Linked DNA regions of Mus musculus: all the other regions are linked to region 2. The links are chromatin contacts, called in public HiChIP or PLAC-seq maps. All regions are on one chromosome and are shown on one strand. The core of a region is the stretch at or near the end of the contact, and the rest is flanking DNA. Distances in the headings are between cores, read along the strand shown.

Evidence for each region. HiChIP or PLAC-seq counts read pairs in DNA pulled down with a chosen protein or histone mark.
Region 1: a contact with region 2 is called in an HNF4G HiChIP or PLAC-seq map of pancreatic cancer cells. The contact joins two enhancer-like sites. A contact is called at or near these places in 1 of 115 datasets of contacts at active chromatin or transcription factors (pancreatic cancer cells) and 1 of 9 other capture datasets (adipose tissue).
Region 3: a FOXA1 HiChIP or PLAC-seq map of pancreatic cancer cells shows a contact between it and region 2. The contact joins two enhancer-like sites. A contact is called at or near these places in 1 of 484 Hi-C or Micro-C datasets (myocytes) and 2 of 115 datasets of contacts at active chromatin or transcription factors (embryonic stem cells and pancreatic cancer cells).

What each region holds. Positions count from the first base shown.
Region 1 is chr1:135,791,883-135,795,804 of GRCm38.p6, reverse strand. It overlaps a transcript of Tnni1 not described here. Among named protein-coding and RNA genes, the nearest start is that of Tnni1, 5.6 kb to the left of the region's middle. Within about 2 kb of position 1,919, at least 116 of the 459 cell types and tissues checked have an H3K27ac peak or open chromatin away from gene starts, as enhancers often do. A contact at or near this core is called in pancreatic cancer cells, where this site is marked.
Region 2 is chr1:136,175,691-136,179,445 of GRCm38.p6, reverse strand. Kif21b (kinesin family member 21B) reads right to left here. Exons shown (of 35, transcript NM_001039472.2): 35 at 1,445-3,755. Among named protein-coding and RNA genes, the nearest start is that of Mroh3, 35 kb to the left of the region's middle. Within about 2 kb of position 1,620, at least 24 of the 459 cell types and tissues checked have an H3K27ac peak or open chromatin away from gene starts, as enhancers often do. A contact at or near this core is called in pancreatic cancer cells, where this site is marked.
Region 3 is chr1:135,881,619-135,885,759 of GRCm38.p6, reverse strand. It overlaps Pkp1 (plakophilin 1), which reads left to right. Exons shown (of 14, transcript NM_019645.3): 5 at 648-855; 6 at 1,686-1,863; 7 at 3,165-3,279. Among named protein-coding and RNA genes, the nearest start is that of Pkp1, 36 kb to the left of the region's middle. Within about 2 kb of position 2,244, at least 16 of the 459 cell types and tissues checked have an H3K27ac peak or open chromatin away from gene starts, as enhancers often do. A contact at or near this core is called in pancreatic cancer cells, where this site is marked.

The sequences.
Region 1 (3,922 bases), core at 670-3,169, 380 kb after region 2:
CTGCTATTCACCCCACTTCCACCCCCATCTCAGCATCATCCCCAGTCTCACCTAAATAAAGGCTCAAGGCTAGATAAGCCAGCTCCCCAGGGCCCTTAGAACCTTTCTCCTTGGTAAACTGGCTTAAGAGTATGCCATGACCGTAAGGGAGCCTGCCTTCCAAGGGACTCCCTCTTGCCTCCTAGGGAACTTCTGCACTGGACAGGCTGATAAGCTTCCTTCAGCTTCTTTAAAAGTCCAGGGGACTCTAAGGCAGGCAGTGTTGACAGAAGTTGGGACTCAGGGGAATGACCCCAGGGTCACAACTTCTATGTCCTTCAATCCAATGAGGAATTAACAGAACAAAAGTGGGGCGCGGTGGCGCGTGCCCGTCATTCCAACACTTGGGACACTGAGACAGGAGGGTGGCTATAAGTTTGAGGACAGTTTGAGTTGGAAGGAGAAAAGGAAGAAGACCGCAGGAGTCCCAGGGGCTTTCTATGTTGGGGGGAGGGCAGGAGAGAGACTCAGAGTGGGTTAGTGAAAGAGGGAAGCCTAGGTAGAGTATCCCCCTTTGGTCACACTGGTTTCCAAAGTCATATTGCCTCTCCTGGGGCGAGAGAGACTATAGGGTATGGGAGGAAGAAAGTATCTAGCCAGAAGAGCTGAGGCCTACAAGGCCATGGGTAGTAGAGTCGGGGTCAGCCATCTCAGTGGAAGACACCTGTCAGCCAGCCCCAGCTGCCCCGGCATTGTTTGGAAAGCTGAAGAACCTAAATTAGCAAGTGACAAAGTCAGCCCATTTGTCCTGCCAGCAGGCCCTCCCCTCCCACACTGCTCAGGGACCATGCCCCAGTGACAGCCAAGACGGAGCCCCCTCTCCACACCCACTCCACTCCATGCTGAGCCTATCTGTCCTTGCCCTGAGATCAGTTGTCTACATTGGACCCTGGGAGGGGGAGGGCAGGGGATGGAGGAAGAGAGATTAGCCAGAACAAAGAAAGGCTGTCACTCCTCAGTTTTCCACCACAGATCAACCTGTGTCACTGGAGAGAGAGCCTAGCAGAGTGAGTCAACCCTCAAGCTTGGAGACAGACGGCCTCACTCTCAGCAAATCTGATCTGGTGTAACTTGAGCGGTTTGACCCTTGTGAGATTCCGTTTCCTCATCTATAAAATGGAGATAATAATAGTGTCTACCTCAGAGGATTGCTGTGGGGCTGCGGTGAGGTAATGTGTACAAAGGGCTTTGCAAAGGTCTGGCATGAGGCAAGCGCTTAGCCGATATTAAGTTCTTCGTGTATTCTTGTTTCGGTGCTGGGGATTGAATCCAGGGCGGCTAGGCAAGCCCTCAGCCACTGTGCTTCCTCCCCAGCCAACCGAAACCTCAGAATTACTCTGAGGTGGGCATTATTATCAATCCCATTGAACCGATGGGAAAACGGAGCTCACAGTGGACGAGCAGCTCACTCAGTGACCCATAGCAAGAGGAGGCCAAGTCAAAAACTATATACCCCGGTGCCTGGTGACAGCCTGGCCGACAGGAACTGTCCCGTAAACACTCGGAATGTTTATTTCCTCAATGTTCTCAACTTCAGATTTTTTTTTCTACTGCAAATTTGAATGGACCAGTCTTGAGACCCAAAGCTCCCTAAAACCTAATGTGCTGCTTTGTATATTGATGCTTATCGGAGGTCTGTGTCTGTCGAGCCAGAAATAGTTCCCAGCCTCTGTTCTCAGCCCTAAGACTCCAAGACGAGGAAGCTTCTCTTTGTGCTACAGGGATGCGGGGGCTGGGCAGAGAGGGAATAGGAGGGTGCGAATGAGTAAACCCACCGGGAGAGGCGGTGGGAACCTTCAAGCTCCCGCAGGCTCCAACAGCCCGGCTGCTTTCTCACACGGCACTCTCTGCTACCTCCCACGCCTCGGACTTCCTCCCACACCCTCCGCCCGAACCTGTTGTCTCACTTCTCCTGTCTCCTTGAGCTTACTCCATCCTGCACTAAATCTGCCTCGGCCCCTCTGCCTACTTCCTGCCTCCAGCCATGCGCTGTGATGGACAGACACAGGGCGCCCAAGGCAGACCCCACTCTTTACCCCAGGCTGCCTCCAAGTTGTCATCGTGCTTTGAGCCTAGGGCAGGGCCATGCCTTGGCAGGTCCCTGCAGAACAGGCTGCCTGGCCAGAAATCCCCATAATAAGTAGGTAAGGTTCAGGGCTGCCCCTGTGAGGCACGGCAAAGGGGTGTGGGGCATAGAAACGGAGAGAGCTTGCAAACCAGGTGTGGGTGCCACCCTTCATAAACAAATCCTCTTTAGACTGGCGAATGAACAGTCAGTGAACCTGGGAACTGGGACACCAGGTCAGCACGCAGCTCTCCCAATGCCGCCTTGCCCCGCCCAATGCCGCCTCGCCCCGCCCACTGTCCATGCCCAGTACCCCTTACCCCTTTACCCCCTCCCCTGCCCCCAGCCCGATGACCACAACTCCCAGGCCTCTCTTAAGATAGTTCCAGCCTGCCCTGCACCCTGTCCTGGTCACTTTACTCTTTATTCTGAAGAAACCCAAACTCTGTGAGCCTGCAGAGCCGGGGTGTTTCTCTCCTCATAATACTGCTGCCCCACCACCACCACCACCACCACCACCACCACACACACAGACACACACACACACACACACACACACACACACAGACACACACACACACACACACAATCTAGAGACAGCTCTCCTAGATCTGCCTGCCTTAGCACTCCTAGGTCTCCTTCTGCACAGCTCGCCTGATTCTAGGTATTATGTGCCTTAGCTTTCAGGTGTACCCAGTCTACCTTTCCTCTGGGAAAGTTGCCTCAAGGGGCCGATGACAGGGTCTTTACTCTCTCTCTGCCTGCCCCTGCAGGATTCAGCGTGGTGTGTAGCAGAGCGAGCCCACGCTAGCCCAGTGATTTTTTCTAAACCACGATGCCTCAGAATGTGCCAGAAGGCTTGTTAAAGCTTAAGTATTGGTCCTCAGCCTCAAGTTTCTGCTCCAGCAGGGCTGAGGCAGGTCCAGAAATGCGTGTCTTATACAAGGTCAGGTCCATATCCAACGGTCTGAGACACAGTTAAGAATGACTCAAAAGAATGACTCAAAAGGCCCCCTTCTGGGCAAAGACAACATGGGGTAAAAACGCCCAAATGTGGCCTGAGTTTGCCCCAAAGCAGATGGTTGGTGTGGGTACAGTGTATCAGTTCTGCTGACCCATCCGCCCATACCACCCTCCAGTTCCCAGAGAATGATGTAGGCCCCCAGGTGCCCCATTTCTCAGCTCCGCGTGTGTGTTCATTCAGGTCACCCTGTTAGAATTCTGTAAGTACCAGGTACTGAGCAGCCCAGAAAAGCCACGCCCAGACCTCCAGAGGGGCCCAGCCCTGGGGCTTCTGACCTCCTTCTGGACTGCTTTCACATTCCTCCTCCCCAACGGAGCAGTCCTGGAGTGTCCCTTTTGTTACCAGGTGGGGCTTTGTCCTGGGGCTAGGAAGCTGAGAGCAAGGTACTGGGGATAGAGTCCCTGTTTAGAAGCAAAGAGGAGGAGGCCGTAGGAGAAGGGAGCCTCCTGACATTGCAGAGCCTGGTAAAGTGGCACACACCTTTGATCCCAGAACTAGGGAGGCAGAGGCAGGCAGATCTCTGAGTTCAAGGTCAGCCTGCTCTATAGAGTGAGCTCCAGGACTACACAGAGGAACCGCTATAAATGAACATATATCTAAATGAACAGTGTGCGTATGTGTGTGTGTGTGTGTGTGTGTGTGTGTGTGAATTAAAAATAGATACAATTCTTTGAAAAAAGAAAGAAAACTCTAATAAATTAAGAAAGAACTTAATGTTAGAATCCAGCTGCTGCTCAGTCTGTCGTTACCTGCAGCAACCCCTCCCCTGTTCATATCCTCTTAGATGTGACAGG
Region 2 (3,755 bases), core at 371-2,870:
ACATACGTAAGACAGACACACACATACACAATTAAAAATAAATCTTTAAACTTTATTTTTATATTTACTTAGTAAATTTATTTATTTATTTGAGACAGGGTTTCTCTCTGTAGCCCTGGCTGTCCTGGAACAGAGATACCTGGCTGGCTCCACACGCCTCTGCTTCCCAAGTGCCGGGACTAAAGGTGTGCAGCACCATGCCCAGCTGTAAATAGGTTTTTAGAAAGAGCAGCAAGTATTCTTGACCATTGGCCGTCTCTCAAGCCCCCGCCCCCCCACATTTAAGAATCTGAAAATCCTGGGTCCTTTGCCAAGGGTGTTGGTGTCCTCACAGGCTGACCTGAATTTGAGATACTCTTGTTGTCAACCCTTTGGGACCTGAGGGAGGAGTCGGTACAAGGGGAGTAAACCGTTGAAGTACCCTCTCCCCCTCCCCGCCTCAGGACTATCTATGTGCTCATCCCAGCAGCAGTTGGCCACACCCAGTGTCACACTTCCCACAGTTCACAATGGGCAGCGGCCTAGAATAGGAACTTGTGGAGAGCAGGGGTGGGGCAGGAGACTGGCATGGGGTGGGACTCAGTTGCCCAGCCAAAATCAATGATCTGCAGGAAGCCACCCCATTCTTCGAGGCGGGAGGCTCTGTCCTGTGAGGCTGGGGACAGGATGTGCTTTGTCTTCCCTTTGGTGGCTAAGGGTCCCCTCTCACACGCTCTTCTGCTGCAGCAGAGTCTCTTTCAGAACCCCTCCCGTCCCAGCATGGAGCTCTGGCTCCTTGGGTCAGTATAAGCAGCAGGGCTTCAGAAGCCACTTGGGTTTTCATTTGGAAACCAAAGCAACAAAAGATGCTCCTGGCGTCCTGGCTAGACAGAAGTCATAAGACAGAATCTGCGGTAGGCCTTATGCATGAGGCTCTGGGTTCCATTCCCAGCCCTATATTAGTGTTTCAGGATATTTACATTTCTGTCTTCTGTGAGTGGCAAGCAAACAAAATATGTCCAGTATTTACCACACACTGGGAGTCCCAAGTCCTAGAGAAGGCATGTGCCATGTTAGTGAAGGAGATTGGCACCTTTGGAGGGGCAGGGTGATCAAATCTCAGCTCTGTCCTTGTGAGTCCCTCCTGTGTCATGACCGTTCTCATTCATAAAGAGACCGCCACCTATTACCAGGTAGAGGGATGACCTAGCAAAGAGCACCCTGAACAGTACCTGTGTATTGTGTGCTCACTGCTTATGGCTGCTCTTGAATGACTTGTACCTGCCTTGAGCCCTGCAGGTCACATAGAGGGTTGGGAGAAGGTAGCACACTCCACAGAACTCTAAACTCAGTGCAGAGTATGGGGCTCAGTCACAAAGGCCACTCTCATATACCTACCCCTAAACGACCTCCCACGCCTAAGAAAGAGCTACCAGCCACAGGCCACCAACCCACTAGCCACACCTCTGTGGACAATGGTTTTATTTATGACAAGCTCTTAGAACACACACATCCGATTTCCAGAACAGAAATGTACAGCATGAGGCTTAAATAACTTTCATACACTATGTACAGTTGTCAGCAGAGGTACAAAACATATACACACCTTGTGCTACTACGTCACAGGAGAGTGCATGAGCCAAACGAGACCCTGCAGTCTGGGTAGGGACAACCATCATAAGAGCTGGTGACAGGGCAGGGCAGGCCAGGGCAGGGCAGGGCACCAAGACATCAGAGGTCTTTTCTGACTCTCGGCAGTACCGACTTCCCACTTTCTGACAAAGCCTTTAGGACACAGAAGTGAAGGTGGAAGGGACAGGGATGAGGGAGGCCAGCTGGGTGCTGGAGATGAAGTGGGTGGGGGGCACCGGGGACAGAACAATGATGTCAAAGAAACCGAACTCTCCCTGTAGATTCTCTTGCTCACAAGGAGCAGTGAAGACCTGGGAGTCAGGAGGTGAAAGGGCTGGGCTCAAGAAGGTCTGTTGGGGAACTGGCCACTGTGCTCAGCAAAGAGAGCAGCAGTAAGCAGTTTTTTATTTGAAAGGACAAAGGGATAGATGTGGCAGGTTTGGGCTACATGGTGGGAAGGAATTCACCGCTCCTGCAGGGCAAGTCCTGCCCACACAAACATACCAGGCACAGCCAAGGGGGTGTGCCTGCTGCACCCAGCCCAGACTCCAAGGGAGGCCTCCAGGAACTGGGAGAGGGCAGGGCAGAGATGTAATGTCCTGCCTTCTCAGCAGCTTCCTGCTGGCGCCACCACCACAATGGCTAGCAGAAGAATCCTTCAGCAAGACAGCATCTTCTCCTTGTTTGTGCTTTAAGCTGCCCTTTGCCCAAGCCACACAGCCTAAGACCATTCCAGGCCTGCAGCTGGAGCAACGGTGGGAGGCTACTCCCAGGTCCATAGCTGTCCCTTTTCAAGTAGCTGTGGTGGCACTCTGACCACATCAAGGGCTGCGCTGGGTCAGCCTCTCATTCTTCGAGTTCTCTCTCTTTCCTCTGCAGTCTCTAAAGGCTGCTCCAGGCAGCATGTGCATTGAGTTGGCTGCTGTCGGACCAAGTCTCACCAACAAGACCAAACACTGAACTGGTTAATACTGGGATGGGTCCTGGCCCAGGACTGTGCACAGAAAAGACCTAAGAGAGTGGGGACAGTAGACACTTTCCATGGAAGCTAATCAATATCGGAAGCAAGGATGTCGGGGTTAGCTCAAGAGATGGGAGTCTGGGTCCAGGCTCTTCAGGCTCAGTAGGGTCAGGTACCAGCTATACTCTGGTTGTTAAAGGCTTGGGGTGTGCAGGTCTAGAGAGGACCCCCACAGGATACAGATGTGGCCTGGGCCTCAAGTCCTAGGAGGGGCACAAGGAGTAAATTAATAGTTCCCAGTGTACATAGTGCGTCAGCCAAAGACATGGGCAGCCTTGGTCTAACCTCACAGACACGGGCAGCCCTGGTCTAACCTAAGACGAAGCCCATCTGGGAAAGATCTCCTGGTGCCAAGTTTGCTCATACTGTCTACCCAGAGACCTGCTATTGTGCTCAAATTACAACCAGTTTGTGCTTCCGACAAGAAGGATGCTTGTGCAATGAGTGGAGCTGGGGTCCTGCCCCTGACTATGTACCTTGGACATCCCCGAAAGGGTGGGTGAGCAGGGACTCCAACGTTCCCAGAACACAGCTCAGAATGGCTCAGGACGATGAGCTCAGAGCTCCGATTTCAAGTTTAGTCAATGACACTCGCTGGGACAGCATAGCAGCCCCGCCATGAGGTAGTGACCCATCAGAAATGGCAGAAGGGGTAATGCCGGTGAGCACCTCTCGCGGGGGCTGTAAGACCACACACACTTTGTGCAAGAACTGGCCTTGCAGCTATACATACAGTACAGGCACCCCGGGCTGGGGCGGCCCAGCCTGAGGGGTCGGGACAAAGTCTCACGTGTTTCTGTAGTTTGTAAACAGCCATGCAGACGGGTTCTGGGTTTTCTTACAGGGTGTAAGGTCCGGGCTTTCCATTTAGGTGGAGATGGGTGAAGGAGAAGATGTGGTCACTTCTGAGTGCTAAGGATGTTCCTTAACACTCCCAGGATGAGCAGGGGAAGGAGGATTTCTGGTCTTTGCAGACAGACGGTCCAGGTTCCAGGTGATCTGCTTTTCCGGTGCTCCGTTCTAAATATCCACTTACCCAGACTTAACACCGTGTCTGGCTGGAGCCACCAATAAGCGGGACAATCTTCTTAGTTTCAGCTTCAGACACAGCTCTGGGAAGGTT
Region 3 (4,141 bases), core at 995-3,494, 290 kb after region 2:
GCAGTAGCCATGGAAGAGTCCCATGGCTCAATGACAGCCATGAGTTTCACAGACACTCCCTGCTTCAGATTCCACTAAAGGATATGACTATTCCCCAGCCCTTACCTCCCTCCCTCAGTGAAAACAGGGCTCATTTATGCTCCCCACACTGTTGCCCAGCTAGGAAAACACCTACAAGACATAGCACAGCTATGTGTGCCACAAGTGGCTTCCTAGAAGCCTGGGGTGGTTTTCATCAACATTTCTACCACAAGAAAGTTTCTGTGGCACCTTGTGTGTGCGCCTCACCTTAGGATTCTGAAGAACATGGAAGTGCATCTTCTCTCTGGCCTTCACTCTGCCCCAGGAGAGGAAAAGATGAGAGGAAAATATGGCTCCAGACAGAGGAGAGACTTGCTTAGGTCCCTAAGTAGGATAGGAAGGAGCTAGGCTCTGAATTCAGGTCTTTGGGTTTCATGCCTGGGTCAATTACCATAACCTCATTGCTGTATTTGTTTGTGGTTAACTTGTGTGCTTCTGAACTGGTTTTGTTGTTGTTGTTGTTGTTGTTTAAATTTTTTGGTCTGAGAATCAGTTACTTTGAGCAGAGAAAAATTGTCTCTCCCTCCTCTCCTTTAAACAATCAATACGGCCTACTCTCTCGGCAGGTCTATCAGCTGGGGGGCATCTGCAAGCTGGTGGACCTCCTCCGCAGCCCCAATCAGAATGTCCAGCAGGCTGCTGCCGGGGCCCTGCGCAACCTGGTGTTCAGGAGCACCCCCAACAAGCTGGAGACCAGGAGGCAGAACGGAATCCGTGAAGCTGTCAGCCTCCTGAGGAGAAGCGGGAGCACGGAGATCCAAAAACAGCTGACTGGTAGGGTGTTACAGAAAGGAAACTGGGGTGGGGGGTGGGCAAGGTGGTAGGGTGTGTCTCTAGCCTGTCCCTCTAGGCTAGGTCAAGGCACAGCTGTGTGGGTTTCACTGAGCTGTGATTCAGGAACTCAGTGGCACTGGCTTCAATTGAAGTGGTGACACCCAGATGATGACCTCGGGTGATGCACACCCTTCAGAAGGCATCTTCAAGGCTGGGGTGCAAGGGAAGGAGTGTTGTGTCATGGGCACTGAGATTGTAGGTGATAGAAGGGGAGCAAGGCCAATGGGTCAGGGTCAGTGGATCTCAAAGGATGGCTGTTGATACTACAGTTACCTTGTGCTCACAAAGTACATGAAGCAAACAAGGTGGGATACAGGATGGAGGAGCCACCATGAAGACCTTGAATTAGACTGGAGAAGACAAGAATGTTCAGAGTAACAAACTAATGAGAATTTCTGGACTCACTGCCATGGTTGATATTCTCTGTGTATTGTTTCAAGTGGAAAACAGAGAATGGCTTAGAACTTAAACAGTTCTAAGTTCCAAAGAGTATGGTTAAAACCAATGACCAACCAACTGTATTTTAGGAGCTGTGTCCATGTGCATAACTCTTACCTAGACAGAGAACTCTGAGATGTTCTAAGACCTCAGAGAACCTGCAATCTACATGGGCACTGAGAACAGGATCATGAGGAAATCAGACAATGGATCTGATGGGCCAAGCCTACCTGGAAGGTAGCCATTTGCCAGAGCCTAGACTCTGGGCAGTGCCACTAGAGACTTCAGGTCTTCAGAGCCTAACGTGTTGAGCTGACCATGTCTGTGTCCAGGGCTCCTCTGGAACCTGTCTTCCACTGATGAGCTGAAGGAGGAGCTGGTGGCCGACGCCCTGCCTGTTCTGACTGACCGGGTCATCATTCCTTTCTCTGGCTGGTGTGATGGTAACAGCAACATGTCCCGGGAAGTAGTGGACCCTGAGGTCTTCTTCAATGCTACAGGCTGCTTGAGGTGAGAGAAGAGGGCACGTAAGGTCTTTCCACTCAGGTCTTTCCACAGTCAGCCTCCATTTCAGCCAACATCCAGCCGCAGTAGGAAACATACCACTCAGTCTGGCCCTGCCTTCTGTGGGCTGGCTCCAGGACAAAGAGTCAGGTATTAACAATGTCTGTGAGTCTGGCTATGCCTTGCAATGCCCTGAGAGGATCTAGAGGATAGCATTGGGACTATAGAGTGGAAATGGCCTGCATTTGAATATCCAAACTAGTTCAACTAAAATCCCCTCCTCCACCCACAGAAAAATGTACTTCTTGTGCTATCTTGAAGAACATATTTTTTTTTTTATACAAAAAGTCTACTGACTGGCTGCTCGTGAGTCACCTCCCACCTGAGTGCCAAAACCATTTGCCATGTTCATTGGCGTGCCGATGGTGCCTCTTGGCCCAAGGTTGTTTGAGTTCCACGGCAGGGTGTGGCAAAGCCCTGGCAGGATCTGGATGGGCTTGCTCTCAGAGCTTCAGGGAGGGTACCTACATGGAGTATGGAAACCATGGAACAAGGTCCCCTTTAGGGTCTCCCTTAGCCACAGTGGAATTTGTCCCCCAGAACTTCAGAGAACTTCCAGAGTAGGGGAGAAGTTAGTGTATGCTTTGTGTCTCCCATTGTGCTTCTCCCAAGCAGCCTCCAGACACAGCCTCCAGAGGGCAAAGAGGCTGGGTAAATGAAATGCCAGAGTAAGTAAGAACTTTTGGGGGGCCACATGACTGTTGGGTGTGACAGAACACACACACACATCCTATGCATGCACCATATACGCCACCTAGGGCAGGAGAACCTACAGTGCTTGGGAATGAACACAGCTTTATAAAAGATAGCTACATCTGGACCCCAGGTTAACCCTTTGCTTAGTTCTGGTCCAGTACCTCCTCAGATCTGCTTTGCTTCCACAAAAAGCAGTAGCTTCCAACTACTGTCCCTCAAGTGGCCACTAGAGGGCAGGAGCTGGGCTGCCAGATGCAGTGGAGCTCTTGAGGTGAGAGTCTTGTGCCTGGGGACTACAAGACAGAACCAATTGAGTTCAGGAGGAGACCCCTTTCAGCCAGGGCCAGGCAGATGCGGCTGAATCTTTTCCTTCTTAATTTTTTCCATCATTTATTCTTCTCTCTTCCCCTCTTCTTCTGGCCACAACTTTCATATTCTACCCTGTGCTTTCTGCTGTTCTTCACTGTGCATGCCCACTGCACTCTGCCCGTCCCTACCCTGCCGTCTCATCACCCCATCTGCATCCTCCTCCTCCCCATTCTCTCCCACAGGAACCTGAGTTCAGCTGATGCTGGCCGCCAGACTATGCGGAACTACTCTGGGCTCATTGACTCCCTCATGGCCTATGTCCAGAACTGCGTGGCTGCCAGCCGCTGCGATGACAAGGTAAGGGTGCAGGTCCCTGGTGACACCTCTATCCCCGACCCTGTGGTCTGTGCCTATAGCTACAAATCCCAGGGTCATGCTCTTAAGTCAGGGACTCTCCTAGTCCTGACATTTCTCTCCCAGAACCCATAAGTCAGGGTTATACTTCCCAGGAGCTTGTGGACTTTGTCTCAGAGACAGGACACCAGCAGAGGTAGTGGAGGAGACATCTGAAACATGCAAGTGCTCTCTGCTTGGGCTCTGAGGGCCACATTGTTTTTGTGGTGCTGGGCACACAAAAGTGCTCTCGGGGGCCCCATTTCCTTCCTGAGATGAAACTTGTATCAGTACCTCCAGAAACACCATCAGATAGCCCCACCACCACCACCACCTTCTCTAGACTTTTGGATGCAGGGGCATGCACAGATTGAAAGGCAGTTATGGAGAAAAGATAAATGGAGGTAGGGAGACTTCCACCACAGCTGGGCACAGCTCAGGACACAGAAGTCTAGTCGGTCCCCACATCCAGGACACCGGGAAGATCAATGAAGGGAGATTTCTATCTCCTGCTTCTTTCACTGGAACTGATAACAGCCCTCCAAGAACAGCCTTGTCGTTAAGCAGCAGGACAATTCGATTTCCTTCCCCCTGCTCTGTGCACATCTCCTTTACCCAGATAACCCCAAAGCAATAGAAGTCAGGTTTAGCCTGACCCTAACAGGGACCAAGTGCTGATCAAAGCCTAACTCTGCCACCCCCGTGCCCTAGCCTGGTGTCTCACCAAAAGCAAATGCAGTCGTGAACCCAAATGCTGCTGTGGAGTGCTAAGGCTCTTTGTACACAGGCATCTTTGATGTTGGGAGCTGAGGGGTAACCATGGGAA